Regions from separate parts of the Gossypium hirsutum genome. Here region 2 is linked to region 1. Evidence: chromatin contacts called from public Hi-C data. All regions are on one chromosome and are shown on one strand. The core of a region is the stretch at or near the end of the contact, and the rest is flanking DNA. Distances in the headings are between cores, read along the strand shown.

Evidence for each region. Hi-C and Micro-C count contacts between places; a contact is called where the count stands out from the background.
Region 2: a Hi-C map of leaf shows a contact between it and region 1, with 2.2 times the contacts expected there. The contact joins the enhancer-like site here to the promoter of LOC107901919 in region 1. A contact is called at or near these places in 2 of 34 Hi-C or Micro-C datasets (both in leaf).

The regions. Positions count from the first base shown.
Region 1 is chrA11:57,283,693-57,287,723 of Gossypium_hirsutum_v2.1, forward strand. It overlaps LOC107901919 (heat shock 70 kDa protein, mitochondrial), which reads left to right and starts at 1,921. Exons shown (of 6, transcript XM_041081994.1): 1 at 1,921-2,072; 2 at 2,628-2,701; 3 at 2,779-2,857; 4 at 2,980-3,546; 5 at 3,620-4,031. The coding sequence starts at 2,010.
Region 2 is chrA11:58,156,191-58,160,221 of Gossypium_hirsutum_v2.1, forward strand. No RefSeq gene overlaps it. Among protein-coding and RNA genes, the nearest start is that of LOC121210435, 50 kb to the right of the region's middle. Within about 2 kb of position 2,386, at least 3 of the 9 cell types and tissues checked have an H3K27ac peak or open chromatin away from gene starts, as enhancers often do. A contact at or near this core is called in leaf, where this site is marked.

The DNA of each region.
Region 1 (4,031 bases), core at 671-3,170:
ATAACATTTGCATGAAACTCCAAGAAGGTTTTAAACTGCCAAAGGCAGCAATTCATGTTCTCGAGAACATTACTCAATCAAATTAAATAGATCCCTTAATAGACTGAAACAATTTGGGTGCATGTGGTATAATCGCCTTAGTGAGTACTTATTGAGGGGAGGCTATAATAATGATCCTATTTCCCCATGCATTTTTATAAAGAGGTTTGAGCCAGGATTTTTTATAATTACTGTGTATGTTGATGATTTAAATATCATTGGGACTTCTGAAGAGATTTTAATGACAATGAAGTGCTTAAAAAAAAGAATTTGAAATGAAAGTCCTTGGAGAGACAAAATTTTGTCTAGGGTTACAAATTGAGCACCTAAAGAATGGAATCCTTGTGCATCAAACAACATATATAGAAAAAGTGCTAAGAAGATTTTACATGCTAACGTACATCCGTTGAGCACCTTAATGGTTGTTAGGTCACTTAATGTAAATAAAGACATTTTCTATCCTCAAGAAAATGATAAAGATTTTCTTGGTCCTGAAGTACCATATTTAAGTGCTATTGGTGCATTGATGTATCTTGCTAGTTATACACGACCAGATATATCATTTGCTATCAAATTATTAGTAAGATTTAGCTTTTGTCCAACCCGAAGTCATTGGAATAGGGTCAAGCATATTTTTCATTATCTTCAAGGTACAAGAGATATGCGTTTATTTTTCCCTAACCTACCCAAAACATAATTGGTTGGATTTGCAAATGTAGGGTACTTACTAATCCTCATAATGCTCAATTATAAACTGGTTATGTTTGCACATATAGTGGTACTGCAATTTCTTGGCGTTCTATGTAACAAACAATTGTTGTTATTTTTTCTAATCATGTTGAAATTTTTGCAATCCATGAGGCTAATCGTGAATGTGTGTGGCTAAGGTCTGTAATTCATCACATATGAAAAAATTGTGGTTTATGCTCTGAAAAAAAAGCTCTAACAGTCTTATATGAAGATAATATAACTTGCATTACACAACTTAATGAGGGATAAATTAAGGGTGATAGAATAAAACATATATCACCAAAAATTTTCTTCACTAATAATCTACAAAAGAATGGAGATATAAATGTTCAATAGATTCGTTCAAGTGAGAATTTAGCAGATCTTTTTACTAAGGATCTCCCTACTGCCACATTTGAGAAGTTAATTTTCAACATTTGATTGCGTTGTCTCAAAGATCCTAAATGATACTTACATGAGGGGGAGTAAATTTACACTACATTTTTTTTTGTTGTGATATACAATGTATCAAATGATTATATACTCTTTTTCCTAATAAGGTTTTTAATTAGGCATATTATTTATACAATGAACATTCAAGGGGTGTTTTGAATGCTATTAAGTGGATGTTCAACCTTTCACTTTTCATCGCCCTCAACCTTCCACCTTTCATCTTCTTTAACCTTAAACATTTCATCTTCACATTTCATCTTCTTGTAACTAATTTCCTATTTATGTATTAGAATATGAAGAGTCTAATCTCCCTATATATAGAGAGAGAAATATACTACTTGTACATATGATGAAAAATATAGAATGCAATAGAAATCCACATATTCATCTTTTATATATTATTTTTGTTTATAATACATATATCATAATAAAATATATATTAATAGTTAAAATACTAAATTAAATATTTTCAAAATATAAATATCATATTAAACATTTTATTAAGTATTTCACTAAATAAAAAACCCCTAAAGATATTGAGGGATTAGTTTTGCTCATATTTCTTGTTGCCCACGATCCCTAACTTTTGAACGTTGACATATTCTAATCGTATTCTTATTTTACCCTTCCAAGCCCACCAACGGAACCGTCCTTCTCAAAATTAGGCAAGGGTAAAACAGTCATTCAATCACAAATCCCTTAATGTTAAATAAAGCCCACCAATCAGATTTGCTAAAACCCTAGCACAGCCTTTTAAACCCTACGGTCTTCATCATCTTGCTCTTACCATGGCTGCTTCTGTTCTCCGCCGTGCTTTACAGCGCCGTGAGCTTCACTCCGCTTGCAGATCCGTAAGTTTCTCTTTATCTTGGGTCTTTTGCGTTTTCCTGTCTTTGTTGCTTTTTGGTTGATGTGATTTATTTTTTTCCATTTTCTTTTTCTTTCATGTTAACTCATTTTAGAACTCTGTAATAACTTGATTCCTCTATTTCTGGGGAACATGGTCGAGTCTTTGCCCGCTTTTTTCGTTTGTTTAAAGGCCAAAGATTTTATGTTGCAATACCATCAATGGAGTTTTTTTTTCTCATTTCTTTCATTTCTCTCATCTTTTTGGGTCTTAGCCTAGCCTTTTGATCAAATTATATCAACTATATAAAATAAAAAGCTTTTAGGACTTATTTTGGGTTTAAGTTAAACTTCGATTGGTTCATCATTAGTTAGGCAACAGCTGTTGAATTGTTATAATTGCTGATTACAATGTGTTTGTGGTTATGAAAGATTCTGGGTTTACCTTTACTTAAAGAAATTGAAATATTGTTGTTTCGTTTCTTTCTGATGAGATATTGCTGGTGGACTTTTTGTAATTGGCCACTGAAGCTTACTAGTGTTTCTTATTCTTAATATAGTTGACTGGAAATGCAAAGACATCCTTGGCTAGGTCTCCACTGGTCAAATGGGCATCCTTGGCAAGATCCTTCAGGTATTCTTAAATATCTTCAAAACATTATCAAATCTCAGTGGCTAATTATTTGCTAAGATGTTATTCCTGCATTACAGCTCAAGACCTGTTGGTAATGATGTTATTGGTATTGACCTGGGTACAACCAACTCATGTGTATCAGTTATGGAGGGAAAGGTAGATTATTCTTCCTGACTAATATTATTGATCTTTGTTGAAGTATATATTTTGGATTTCTTTTTGTGAAAATGGGAACTATTTTATTCAGATTGTTCAAGTCCTTTGTATGTATTCTGCAGAATCCTAGGGTAATTGAGAATGCTGAAGGAGCTAGAACCACACCATCTGTGGTTGCCTTCAACCAGCAGGGGGAGCTAATTGTTGGAACACCAGCCAAACGGCAGGCTGTGACCAACCCAACAAACACATTTTTTGGAACAAAACGTCTGATTGGGAGACGTTTTGATGATGCTCAGACACAGAAAGAAATGAAGATGGTACCTTACAAGATAGTTAGAGCTCCCAATGGGGATGCCTGGCTTGAAGCCAATGGAAAAACTTATTCCCCGAGCCAGATTGGTGCATTTGTTCTAACAAAGATGAAGGAAACCGCAGAAGCATACCTTGGTAAAACGGTGACCAAAGCTGTTATCACTGTTCCTGCATATTTTAATGACGCACAAAGGCAGGCCACCAAGGATGCTGGGCGGATTGCTGGGTTAGATGTCGAAAGGATTATCAATGAACCAACTGCTGCCGCGCTTTCCTATGGGATGAATAACAAGGAGGGTATCATAGCAGTATTTGACCTTGGAGGTGGTACTTTTGATGTTTCTATATTAGAAATTTCGAATGGTGTTTTTGAGGTATGCTTGTATTTCTTTATTTGTTTTATTCATGCTTTGCTAAATTGATTGACTTGGAGAGCCTTTTTATCAGGTAAAAGCAACAAATGGAGACACTTTCTTGGGTGGAGAGGACTTTGACAATGCACTATTAGAATACTTGGTGAGTGAATATAATAGAACTGATAACATTGATCTCTCGAAGGACAGGCTTGCCCTGCAGAGGCTACGTGAGGCGGCCGAAAAGGCTAAGATTGAACTTTCATCTACATCCCAAACTGAAATCAACCTTCCATTCATAACTGCTGATGCTTCAGGGGCAAAACATTTAAATATAACGCTAACCAGATCCAAGTTTGAGGGTCTAGTCAGCAGCCTGATTGAGAGAACTAGAATTCCGTGTAAGAATTGTTTGAAGGATGCCGGAATATCCCTCAATGATGTGGATGAAGTATTGCTTGTTGGAGGAATGACTCGTGTTCCCAAGGTGCAAGAAATTGTATCAG
Region 2 (4,031 bases), core at 1,136-3,635, 870 kb after region 1:
GAACACTCCAGAACCTATATTCGACCAAAGTATCATTCAGTTAATCCCCTAATTAACAATTCTAAAAGTCACCATCAAAAGGAACATTCCCCTTAATCTAACAACTTCCTTACATCGAGCAAGTAATGGTAATTTCGCAACACTCAAGCCCTATCTTCCACCTAAATACCAAAATCAGCCCCCTATTAACAGAATATTCGTTACAAATTCGAAACACACTTAATCAACTTAGCAACAAGGCTCAAAAGCGCAAAAACTATGATCCTTGGTCACTTGTTTGTAGAAAGAACGAAAAAATAAAAATAAAAGAAACAGTAATGATAGTGAAGTAGAGAGGAGGATTTCAGCAGGGAGAATGGAAGAGGAAAAACAAATGAAATGTCAGAAACTTTGAGAGGGAGAGAAAGAAATGAAATTTTGAAAAAACAAAGGATTCCAATATCTCAAATTCCCCTTATTTTTCTCTAGCAACTACCCACTACTCAAAATTCCTGTTTGACCGAAACTCTCACTGTCAAACAAGCAAAAATAGACTCCACGCTCACGCAATGATTCGAACACAAAACCTTCAGCAATCTAGCACTCAACTTAACCACCAAACCAATAAGCCCATTCTAATATGGTTTTACAAATACTTAAATATAAGTCTATTGAACAAGGTGAAGACTTTATTCAGAAAAAAAAAAACCTAAAATTTACCCAATGAAAGGTTTGAACTTGGGACCTCACACACACACACTTGGAACACTTAATTATTGAAGCAGCTACAAATTTATGTCATAAAATCACAAAAATATATATATATAAATTTTGGCGCGTTACATTAATATATATAATCTAAAATTTGTAAAATTAAAATATATATATTTTTAAAAAGTCTGTAAAAATTTTAACAATTTTTAAAACAATACGGTTGACTTTGATTGATTATTGATAAACATTGACTGAATTTTAATTTACACTTTTTAATATTTTAAGAAAGTTTATATATATATATATTGTTGTTGAGTCTTTTATAACAAATATATTTTTGAAGTTATTACCATTTTCAATAATTTTTATATATTTTTAATTATATATGCTTTTAATTTTCTAATGTCTAATTTTTTTCCAGTTTTTAGAATTTTTCAATATATTTTAGGTTTTTTTTTTCAACATATATTAAAATCATTGTAATTTGTCTAGAGTTTATATATATATTGAATTTTGACATATTTTTTAGTTTCCTAGAGTTAAACAAAATGTTAAATTTTTATTTTTTAAAATTTTAAAATTTTTATTTTTAGCTTATATTTATATATTCCAAAAGTTTCTAGATTTTTAAAATTTACCAAGTTTTTTAATTTTCTAGAAATTTAACTAATTTTTTATTTTTGAATATTTATTTATATATTTTAGAAATTTCTAAAATTTTATTTTTTTTAAAATCAATTTTTCCATTTTCTATTATATATATGTTAATTTTTTATCTCCATAGATGGCATGAGGAGGATTCTAATATGATGGAAGTGCCACGTGCCACAATTTAATAGGTGACATATGTTAGTTGGTTTCCAAAACATATTTTAACATTATTGGACTAAAGTGATAAACAGAATGTAAGTACCGATCTGAGAAAAAAAATTAGCAAGAATAAGAAAATCAATGTAGTTTAAGGGCTAAATCGTGGCTAAAATATTTTAGAAAGTTCACATAATTATAATCATTAAAAAATACTTTTTATAGTTTTAGAAAATAAAGTTTCAATTTGTTTTTAGAATTTTATGATTTTTTTAGATGTTTTTGGATTTATTGTTAAAAATATATAGAAATTTAATGGGCTAAATTAGATATCAATCCTATATAAAACATTGGACCTCATAATTCTGTCAAGGGGTTAATGGACAAATGGACAAATGACCAAACGTTACAAATACACAAATTTAGTGATGATTTTGAAACTTTTTACCGTCTATTGACTGGAATGAAAACTTACAAATAAGGAGGTGACTCTTAGTGCAATTTACCCTTTAAAAAATAAAGGTTTTTTAGGCAGAGAAAGGCATCCAAACCTAGCAGACTTATTTCGTTGGAGAAGTGTGGGGCAAGAGAGATCCCAAATGGTAGGGCCTGGTGGACTTATATCATTGTTGTGCTATAGGTTTGCAAATTGCAGGATATGGGAACATCACATGTTTGTGTTGACTTCAAAATTGAGACGCTTAAGAACTATTTCAGCTCCTTTTATTATGACTTACAATCTAAGATCAATTTCTGAATAATTCAATTGCCATTTGGGTACACTAAGAAACAGATAATTTTAAAGTTGGGTCATCTGCAGGTGGTCACGGCTCCATTAGTCTTTATCTCCTACTGCTATTATTACACACTGAAACAGCTACCTCTAGCCTCTCTATCATCTTATGCTTCCTATACTGCTAGGATTTCTGCATCTGTCCCACTATTCACCGCCACCATCACATGCCTTTCTTGTTCTTTCCTTTTCATCTTTTCTTTAACATTCAGAAAGGTAAATTTAAAAAAAAAAACAAAAAAAGAAAGTTTCAGTCTCCTTCAACTTGCCATCTGTACGGCTATACCTACCTGATGTTGAATATTGGAAGTTGGGGTCATTAGCTTTGAACGTTTACTCATCAAGTGTAGAGAAAATCTACATTTTTTGTGGTCACTTGAGTTGTTGATTGACAATGACAACCCTTCGTCTATTTAAATTATTGGAAATGTGTTTGTTAGTTTGCCAAAATCCAGAAACTTGTACGGGGAAAACAAATAAAAAAATTAGTGGTGCATATAAACCTAGAATCAACACATGAGAAGAATCAAACCATCGCAGATAAAGGTCTAGGTTATCGGAATTTAAGGTAAAGTATTTTTAAGTGTATGTGTATGATAAAAGGGTATATTCATTCTCTTCAATTCGTAATCATATATTATACGCATATGGCCTTATGATTAGCATCCTTAGGAGAAAGGTGAATTGGGTAGAGAAGAAATACTAACTAAAATTATTGGCAGAATCAGAACAAGCTAGCCAGAAGGAATCAAAATAAATTCTCCATTATTTCATGCCATATTCTCATTAATAATTTAATCTCATAACTCAATCAATTTGCAGCATCTGGTGCCTGCAAGATTATGAGAAATAAAGAGCTGTTTCTGGTACACTGAAATTATTGTACCACCGCGTGGCACTTGGCACATCTTCCTCGGCTTTACATCAACAATTGAAAGCAGCATTCCTGTTGGCTTTGGCTTATTTGGAGCTTCATTTAAATATTAGATTTGTATAGTTAAAATATCACATCATGCCACTAATTATCAGCTATAAATTGCATTTCCTATCATCTAGTGCTTTCATACTATATGCTAATACTATGTACTAGAATGTTTGACACATCTACATTTTTCTCTTCGGATCTTCAAGTGCAAATTATATTTTGTCCTCTTTAGTTAAAAAAATAATAAATTAATTATTATATATTAGATTGAAGAGTAAATTGATCATTCTATTAAAAATTCTATCTATTTTTACTGTTAAAAATTTATCCATGTATGTTTAAATGAGGTACACATGACACGTCATATATAATTGTTTGATTATTCTGTTAGCAATGTCAGAAATGGATGAAATTTTTAGCAAAAATGATCAGTTTTACTCTTTGATCAAATTTAATGGGACTAATTTGCCCATTTTTTTGGGTAAAAGGGCAAAATAAAAACTAACTCTTAATACAATGGCTCCCATTATACTTTTACCCTTTAATTGTTTTTTTTAGGTTAAATTCTGCTATTAGTCTCTGTACTTTGCAAAACTTGTGGATTTATTCCTTCTACTTTTATTTGATTAATTTTAGTCCATGTACTTCTTAATTTGGTCAATTTTAGTCCTACTTTTCAAATTTTGAAATTTTAGTCCTGACACAAAGAGTAGTAGGTAAATTTGTTTTCAATTACTAATCCTTCACTATTCATACAGGTGTAGATTTAGTCCATTTTATCCAATTGGATCATTCTAAGTCCTTATACTTTTC